Linked DNA regions of Oryctolagus cuniculus: region 1 is linked to region 2. Evidence: chromatin contacts called from public Micro-C data. All regions are on one chromosome and are shown on one strand. The core of a region is the stretch at or near the end of the contact, and the rest is flanking DNA. Distances in the headings are between cores, read along the strand shown.

The links. A called contact is a pair of places that touch in the nucleus more often than the background predicts.
Region 1: a contact with region 2 is called in a Micro-C map of ear pinna, with 4 times the contacts expected there. The contact joins two enhancer-like sites. A contact is called at or near these places in 5 of 6 Hi-C or Micro-C datasets (ear pinna, embryonic fibroblasts, liver and 2 more).

What each region holds. Positions count from the first base shown.
Region 1 is chr7:49,681,388-49,685,271 of mOryCun1.1, reverse strand. No RefSeq gene overlaps it. Among named protein-coding and RNA genes, the nearest start is that of BCL9, 81 kb to the right of the region's middle. Within about 2 kb of position 2,456, at least 7 of the 8 cell types and tissues checked have an H3K27ac peak or open chromatin away from gene starts, as enhancers often do. A contact at or near this core is called in ear pinna, where this site is marked.
Region 2 is chr7:49,614,373-49,618,391 of mOryCun1.1, reverse strand. No RefSeq gene overlaps it. Among named protein-coding and RNA genes, the nearest start is that of BCL9, 14 kb to the right of the region's middle. Within about 2 kb of position 1,486, at least 6 of the 8 cell types and tissues checked have an H3K27ac peak or open chromatin away from gene starts, as enhancers often do. A contact at or near this core is called in ear pinna, where this site is marked.

The sequences.
Region 1 (3,884 bases), core at 1,207-3,706, 66 kb before region 2:
GTCCACTCTGCCTGTCAAAAAAAAAAAAAAAAAAGAAAGAAAAGGAAAAAAAGAGGATAGCCTAGCAGTGGCTATCACAGTCTCTCTCCAAAAAGGCAGATTCCCGGGGGCCATATCGCAGGCACGACTTCCAAGGTGAGTGACATTGGCACCTTCCCTAACCTCTATGCTTTAACTTCTTCATCCAATGGAAGCAATAATCGCTTATACCTACAGGCTTGTTTTAGGTATGTAGGTGCTTACCACATGTTAGCTGCTGTCACGGTCATTATCATCAACATTGTGTGGATGCTTGCAACCCTTTTGTTATTGGTAACGTACACATTTGTATTTAAGGAAGGGAAGCTGCCCTGGCCCTGGCTGCCTTTCTCCATTGCCTGGCAATCTGCAGATCGTCATGAAAGGTTAAGGTGACCCCTTGTGCAATTTTTGCCTAGGAGGCCTCATTGTGCACAGTGAGTCACCACCTCTTAGAAGTGGAGGGTGAGTCAGGAGCCTGGTAAGGGAGGTCAGAAGTTCCCCTGGCTCAGAGGGGCAGGATCCAAACCAGCCCTGGGGGGCAGAAACGGTGGCCTCAGTCCACTGGGCCTGGGGAGCCGCGGGAACCTGGGCTACTCAGGGCAGGACCACACAGAGCTCATCTTGCTTTCAGCTTCACTCTGCTGTGCTGGGTGACCCCAGACCAGTTACTCTACCTCTCTGTGCCTCATTGTTCATCATCTGTAAATGAAGGTGTTCTTACTAGAAATCATCTCAGGCTTGGAACAAATGCGGAGAAGCACATAAATACTGGGTACTGAGCGATTATTACCATCATCATCACCACCGCTGTTCATGGCAATGGGGCACAGACTGATCTAGGGATCAGTGACAATGGGGAAGTCAACCAAGAGACAGGAGTAACAGGAACAAGGATGAGATGAGTTTTCGGGAACAGCAGGCCAGTCGGCTATTAGGAAGTATTAAAAGAACCATAGTTTTTTTTCTTTACCGCATGCCTAGGAAGGTATGAGTGTGTTCACCTCATTTTTGTTTTGTAGAGGAACAGGGGAGAAGCAAGCTTCGCGCAAAAAGCCAAATCTGGTTTAGAACCAGTCAGAAGCTGCGATTCTGTTCAGACCCTGGAGCACAGGGCTAACTCGGGGCCCAGGCAGAGGAGACCTGGCTCGCTCTGACACCACACATGACAAAGATCCGACTGTCTTGCAGTCCCCCTGTCATTCTTCCTCCTGATCTCTTCCTCCTGAGCTCATGCCATCTGCAGCTATGCACAGATTCTGGGCCTTCCTCTGCTATTCCACTTATTCCACATGTTTCCACGCCTGGCCGTCCATATTTCTTCTTCTTTTGATGCAGTGTTGCTTCTCTCTCCCCCTCTCTCTTTCTCTCTTTCTCCCACCTTTTCCAACCCCCCACCCTCCTCACTCCACACCAATCAAATTCCTGCTTGCTTCTTGCCATATTCATTATCCTACCTCACCCCCCTCCCATTCCTGGAGAACAGCTCACAGACTCACCCTCCCCCCCACCGTAACTCGCATGCCCACCCCTCCATAAATTCCTGCCGCCTGGCAATCAGTAACTTCAGCATCACACTTCACAGCTCTCATAGTTTACACTACTTGTTACTATTCTCCTTGCTACTGCTCTCTAGGGTTTGTGTTTAAAAAAAAAAATGCTGCACTTAAAAATATCCTGGGTACAAGTTGAACCTACAGTTGAGTTTAAGTTACACATTTCGTGGCTTTATTTTAACTAGTAGCCTGGCCTATGCTTCATTATGCAGTGAAGGAAGCCCAGAGCCTTAGGGAACAAGGAAGGAGATGACAATCCAGCTGACCATCCCATGGGCAGCCCAGTGCTGGGTCCACCCACCACCACGCGGACCTCCACTCTCCACCAGTCTCAGGCTGATGGGACCTGGTTTTCCCCTTTGTCGGGTCCTCCGTCTCACTCTCGCTGGTGCTCAGACGGCCTGCGAGTCTGTCTGTCTGTCTGTCCGTGCGCACACGTGTGTGCCGTGTTCCAAAGGGCTCACCTCTCCGCTGCCATTTTACTAGGACAGCTCTCCGCTCTCTCATGCTCCCTCTCTTTCTCTCCCTGCCCCCAACTCAGGCTGGGCTTTTCCTGTCTCTGAACTCCACCAGTGCAGCAGCAACTAGCTGAGCTGCTGGCGTGTGAGTGAGTGAGTGTGTGTGTGTGTGTGTGTGTGTGCCTGCCTGCGCAGCTAGGCCAAGCCTGCAAGCCTGCCTGTCACTGGAGAGTTTTAGTTTGCATTCAGAAGAAAGGAGGAGGGGAGACAAGAGAGGAGGAGGAAAAGGTGGAGGGGGGAGTGGGGGGGGCGCGGAGAAGGGAGGGAGAATGTCTTGTTTGTGGCTTGTCAGCAATTGCTTGAGACAAGCTTCCATGTGTGAAAGCTACTTGGCATGAATGCCTGGGCCGTACCAAGTGTCACCGCAGCAAGAGGGGGAGGCAGAAGAAAAACAGATCAGACCAGAGCAGACAATAGGCCCCTAAAGTGTTCCCCCTAAGTTGCTTTGATGTTGTCCTGGTGTCTTGATACCAGGAGGCCAGGGATTGCAGGAAAAGGGTCTTTTTTGTCTTCATTCACTTTCCCCCCTCAGTTTCTGAAATGATTCTCCAGAATTTCTCCTCATAAAAAAGGTAAGCGCCCTAACAATTCCTCCTTCGGCGGCAGGCTCGTTCGCCGGTGCCTGGAAGTGGGGGTCTCATTCCTGCGCTGCTCAGGAGGCGCGCTGGGGTCCTGCGATTGCAGCTCCTGCGCTGGCCCTGGAAGTCTTTCTAGGCGCTCGGGGCTGGGGTGGCCCCTCTTTCGAGGGAACCCCAGGAACACGATTGTGTGCCTCTGGGTTGGTGGGGGAGAAGGGGTGGATGGAGAGGGGTGGGAGGAGGGTGTGGGGGTGGAGGGTGGGAGGGAGAGACAGAGAGAGAGCGCGCGCGCGAGCGAGCAGCGTGGAAGAGAGGGAGAGAAGGGCAGAGCCGCGGTTCGCTGGAGGCCCGGCGAGCCGCGGGCGAGCGGGGCATTCTCGGGCCGAGCCAGGGCTGCGGGGGCTCTGCCGAGCGAGCGGCCGCAGGGACTGCGCCGAGCTTTGTGTGTGCGAGCGAGTGTGCCCGTGGGTCTGTGGGCGCGTGGACTCGCCCCCCGCCGAGGGCAGCTCCAGCCCGAGCCCTGTCACCCGAGCCCAGACTCGGCGGGGGCGCAGCGGCATGGCCGGCGAGCAGGGAGAGCCAGAGAACTCTGCCGCGAGACGAGGCAGAAACTTTCCCCGCCTCGGGGATTCCTGCGCTCGGAGGCACTGTCACGGAGTTGTGGGGTGCCCCTGCCTCAGTTTCCCCGTCCGGGAAACCGTCCGAGAGCTGACTGGGGATGCCGTTGCACGTCTCCCTGGGATCTAGCGACCAGAGCTGAGCGCTGTGGCTAACACGCGTGGAGAAATCTTCAAGCTAGAGAGGCTGTGGAATCACCAAGTAGAAGTGTGATCATTATTCTCGATCATCATCCTCGCGGTAATAAACCGGCATTAAAGACGCCCTGAGTCGAGGAGAGCCGGGAGCACAGATCAAGTGATGAGCATTTCTAAGGAAACAAAAAGCCTTTTTCCACCTGTTGGCTTCTGTCCTGTTCTCTTGTATCTTTTCGTTAGATTTATTGGCCGATTTGGACGGAGAATGGGGTGGGAGGGGTCGGGTTTTCCCCTCTCCTCCTCCCTAGTACATCTTTTTGTAAAAAGAAGGTCATCGTGAGATGCTTGGGAGGCAAAATGTGCCTTCTGGAGAGTAGTTTGCCCCAGCCCTAGTGTTGTGTGGTGCTGGCAGGGCAACCACACACAGCTGTAAACTCTACCTTGGAGGCTAAAGATTCT
Region 2 (4,019 bases), core at 237-2,736:
TAGGATGCTTTTAAAATGATTTCGTCATTATCTGTATATACAGTGTTAGATCCTCATACGCCAAAATAGAATTCTTCCTCAAGTGGGATGGAAACGCCTGGAAGTGAGACAACTGAAGGGGTGAAAATTCAAGATAAACCATTTAATAGAATAAACAATGCTTTAAACCCATATGCAATGTAGCTAAATTAAGGTTACTATGGAGACCCTAACTTTTATGACTCCTGACTTATAGGATGCTGAAATTCTCAAAATTATTCCTCTTTTACCCTAGTGTTGTGCACTTCATATTCATTTGGGTTTTTCTTCTGATTGAGTAATTTTACATTTTGACACATATGGTTATGTGAGGGCTTAATGCCTAAGAAAATGGCTAGGAGTTTTTTACACGTGTGTTATTGTTATTATAATGAGTTTTTATTTAAGCTTTGCTGAGCTGCTATTCTGGTCAGAAACACCTCAAGCCCAGAGCTCAGCTTATTTTCACAGTGTTTCTTCTTTTAGGCACATCCTGTACCATCTGTTACAGTCCCTCTTCTACCTGCAAGAGCCATCCCAGAGTCTCTCGTGTATTCCTGGTGTCTTATATCCATTCCTGACTTTTCCCTCCTGTCTTCGTGCAGAGAGGTTCTTAGCTATGTTACGCCGAACATTCTAGGGCCAAAATCATTGTTATTTGCATGATTTCCTATTAAGGATTCTCCCATTGCTCTTGGATTAACATCGTGTATTCCCACGTTCCCCTTCATCTATATCCTTGGTTGTAAGAAAACAAAGGCAAACATCTGGGTAGTTTTTCGGAGGCCCTGAGTGGGAAAGCCACGATTCAGAAACTTCCGTGACCACGTTACAAGAGTTTTCAGTGGTTTGGGAAGCAGTGCATGAGCGCCATCATTTAGGACTCTCTTGTGAGGAGCGTCCTGTGTGTACAACGGGCGCCGTCCCCTAACAGGCGGACCCAAGGAAGGTGTCCTATTTTATAGATGGGGACCCTGACACAGAGGGTCTTGGTTGAAACCTTGGGTGGGAGAAGCCAGTGTGCCTCTCCTCGCCTCCCCGTGTCGGCCTGGGGGCAATGATTCGCTGCACCTTCTAACCCTGGCATTCGGCCCCCGGCGGTCAGAAGAGCCGCGGGGGCGGCGCACAGGGATGCGCGGGCAGCTTAGCCCGAGACTCCACAGCACAGACACACACGCACAGATGACAGCGGCGTTTGGGGCAGGGCTGCGAGCCGACAGGTCTGCGGTCACGAGTGGCCGCGGCCTCCCAGGTAAAACACGCAGTAGCGAGCGCCGACCACGATGCCCTCGCTTTCCCTGCTGAGAAAAAGTGCAGTCTCGTGGGCGCCCCTCTGCCTCTTCTCCCGGCACAGCGCCGGGTCCCCGGGCGTGGAGTCTTCCGGAGCAGGCGGCTCCCAGGTCGGGGTTGGCGAGCGATCCCGACGTGGCGGAGCGCTTCGAGGTGCCGGGAAGAAGGTCCCCGCAGGGGACGCGGGAGCGACGCCCGGCCGGCCCGACAGGGACGCAGCGAGCTGTCCCAGCCGCCGCGTGCCCAGGGCCCTGGCGGCCACCTGCTCCGCAGAGGGTGGAGGGGCGCGAGCCGGCACGGGACAGGCAGTGCGGACGGAGGGCGATGCTGAGGCGCAAGGGGGACTCGCACCCCGGCGTGGCCTCGACGGCTGAGGCCGAGGCCGGGACCTAGGAGGCAGGGAAGAGCGCGGGGAAGACGGGCTCCTTCAGCAGCTCTAGCTCGTTTCCGTCAAAGATGGCCAAATCCCACGCCGCCCTCCCCCTCGGCGCCTCCTCCAGCCCCTCGGCCGCTCCGGAGCGACGGGCGGCGCCGGGGAGGTCCGGGTGAGTGAGCGCGGGGAGGAGGTGCGGGAAAGGAGCGCCCGCCCTCCGGGAGGTTCTTTCAGCTGCGAAAGAGGGCTCTGCCGCTTTAAGGTGGGCAGTGGGCGTCACCTCTGGCCCGGTGACGAACCGGGAGGCGACCTGGAGGGCGTGCCCATGCAAACCAGGGGGTGGTGCCGCGGTGGGCGGCCCCTTGGTAACTGTCGGGGCGAGGGGCGGGGCCGGGAGGCGAGGCTCCTGGGGGCGGGGCGCGGGGCGGGGCCTCTCCGGGAAGGCGGGGGAGGGGGAGGAGGAAGCGGCCGGGTTGGTACCATTGCGCGCGTTCCGGGAGGGGGAGCGGTGACATTCCCCGGAGGGGGGCGGGCCCTTCCCGGCGGCGGGGCCGGGCGCTGAGGCGGGAGAGGGCGGGCCCCATTCCCCCGCCGGGCGGGACGTCGGGGCCGGGGGGAGGGGGCGCTGCTCCGCTCGCGTCCGAGGCGGGGCCGCTGTACCTTTCGTGGCGCGGTGCGGCTGGGGGAGGGCCGAGGGGAGGGCGAAGGGGCGGGCCCGGGAGGGGGGAGCCGGAAAGGGGGAGGCGCCGGCGGACAATGGAGCCTATGTGTGCCTGCGGGAGTGGGACGGCGCCGCCGCCGCCGCCGCCGCCGGGGGGAGACGCTGCGCCGCCGCTGCCGCTGGCCCCGGCCCCGGCCCCCCGGGGCTGAGAGCCGCCCTGCACCGAGGCCCCCTCCCCTACTCTGCTCCTCCTCGCCCCTCCCCCACTCCTGCTCCGGGGTAAGTGGCACCTGGGGGAGGGGGAGGGGAAGGAGCGGAGCCGGGGGTAGGGGGGGCCGGGTCCGCGTCCGCGTGTTTTGAGCGGGTTTGGGGGCAGGGGCAGCCGCAGCCGCCGAGAGCCGTGGGGGGAGGGCAGGGGCGGGGGTCGCGGTTGCAGATTTAGGGAGTTGAGTCTGGAGGAACCTGTGGGGGGAGGTCGGGGCGCCTCGCGAGCGGTGAGGAGAGACGGGGGAGGGGGCGTCTCTCGATGTTTGAGGTTTGTGTCCCAAGCAGTGCTTGGAGAGGTGAAATGAGGAGATGGGACAGTCCCAGGTCCTGGGATGCCGGGGCGTTGGAGGGGCGAGATGGAGAGCTCAATAAGGGAATTGGGATTGAGTTTGGTGGGGTCCGCAAGACCCCAGGCGGGGATTGCTAGGGAGATAGGAGGGGACTTTGCAGGCCAGTGACTTGTTGAAGGGTGGGGGGAGGTGAGCGCCGAGAATTGCCCGTCGTAAGGGGCTCCAGCAGGTGAGTGGCGGCGTCTAGGTCACTGAGTCATTGTGAGGGTCGGGGGACACACCAGTGATTTTCAAAGTGGGGCCCTAGCCACTGGCCTTTCAAAGTTGGAGAGACTATTAAGATGTCACTGGTGAGTGGGTGAGCCTGGTGAAATGGAGATGTCCCCAGGAGAACAGCGGGCTTGGTTCTTGTGTCCAGAGCAAAGGGAGGGAGGAACAGAGGCCTGTGAGAGTGGTGCTGGGGGCCTGCTGTGAGGGCCGCCAGGCCTGGAGGAGGGGGCCTGAGAGCCCGCCTGAGCCCCCTGGTCAGCAGGAGGGGGAGGGAGAGTGGAATTTGGGCGATACCAGGGACTTGGATCTAAATTGGAATCCACTTAAGGGTTGGGAAAGTTGCTAGGTTAAGCAGAGAAGTGGACCCAACCGTGTGTGAGTGGAGAGACTCCGGGGTGGGCTGGAACTGACACACACTTAGCCTTTGGTTAAGGCCAAGGTAGAGGAGTCCCTGGCATTGATTTCAGGGGAGAGCGAGTGGCTATGTGAAGAGTTACATTGTGGTCGACGCTGTGTGCTGGTTGGTAGCGTTTGATACAGTCAGCAGTGGAATGTTCTTGGGGTAATGGTAAAATAGTTGAGAGGTGGGAGGAGGGGAGCGAAATGATGTTGAAGGCTGAGACTGGCATGTGAGTTACAAACCTGTGACTGGGGATTGTGCAACATGATCATCCTGTTGGTTTTGTTTTTTGACTGGATACCAGTGATTGGGATGTTTTAGCAAGAAAGAAATGTGTGACACAGTCTTAAGTAAAAATTTAGGAAAGCTCCTTTAAGCTCTGTTGAAAAAGACTCAAACTGTTAAAGACAGAGAAGTGTGAATAAGAGCAGCTATTAAATACCATGTTTT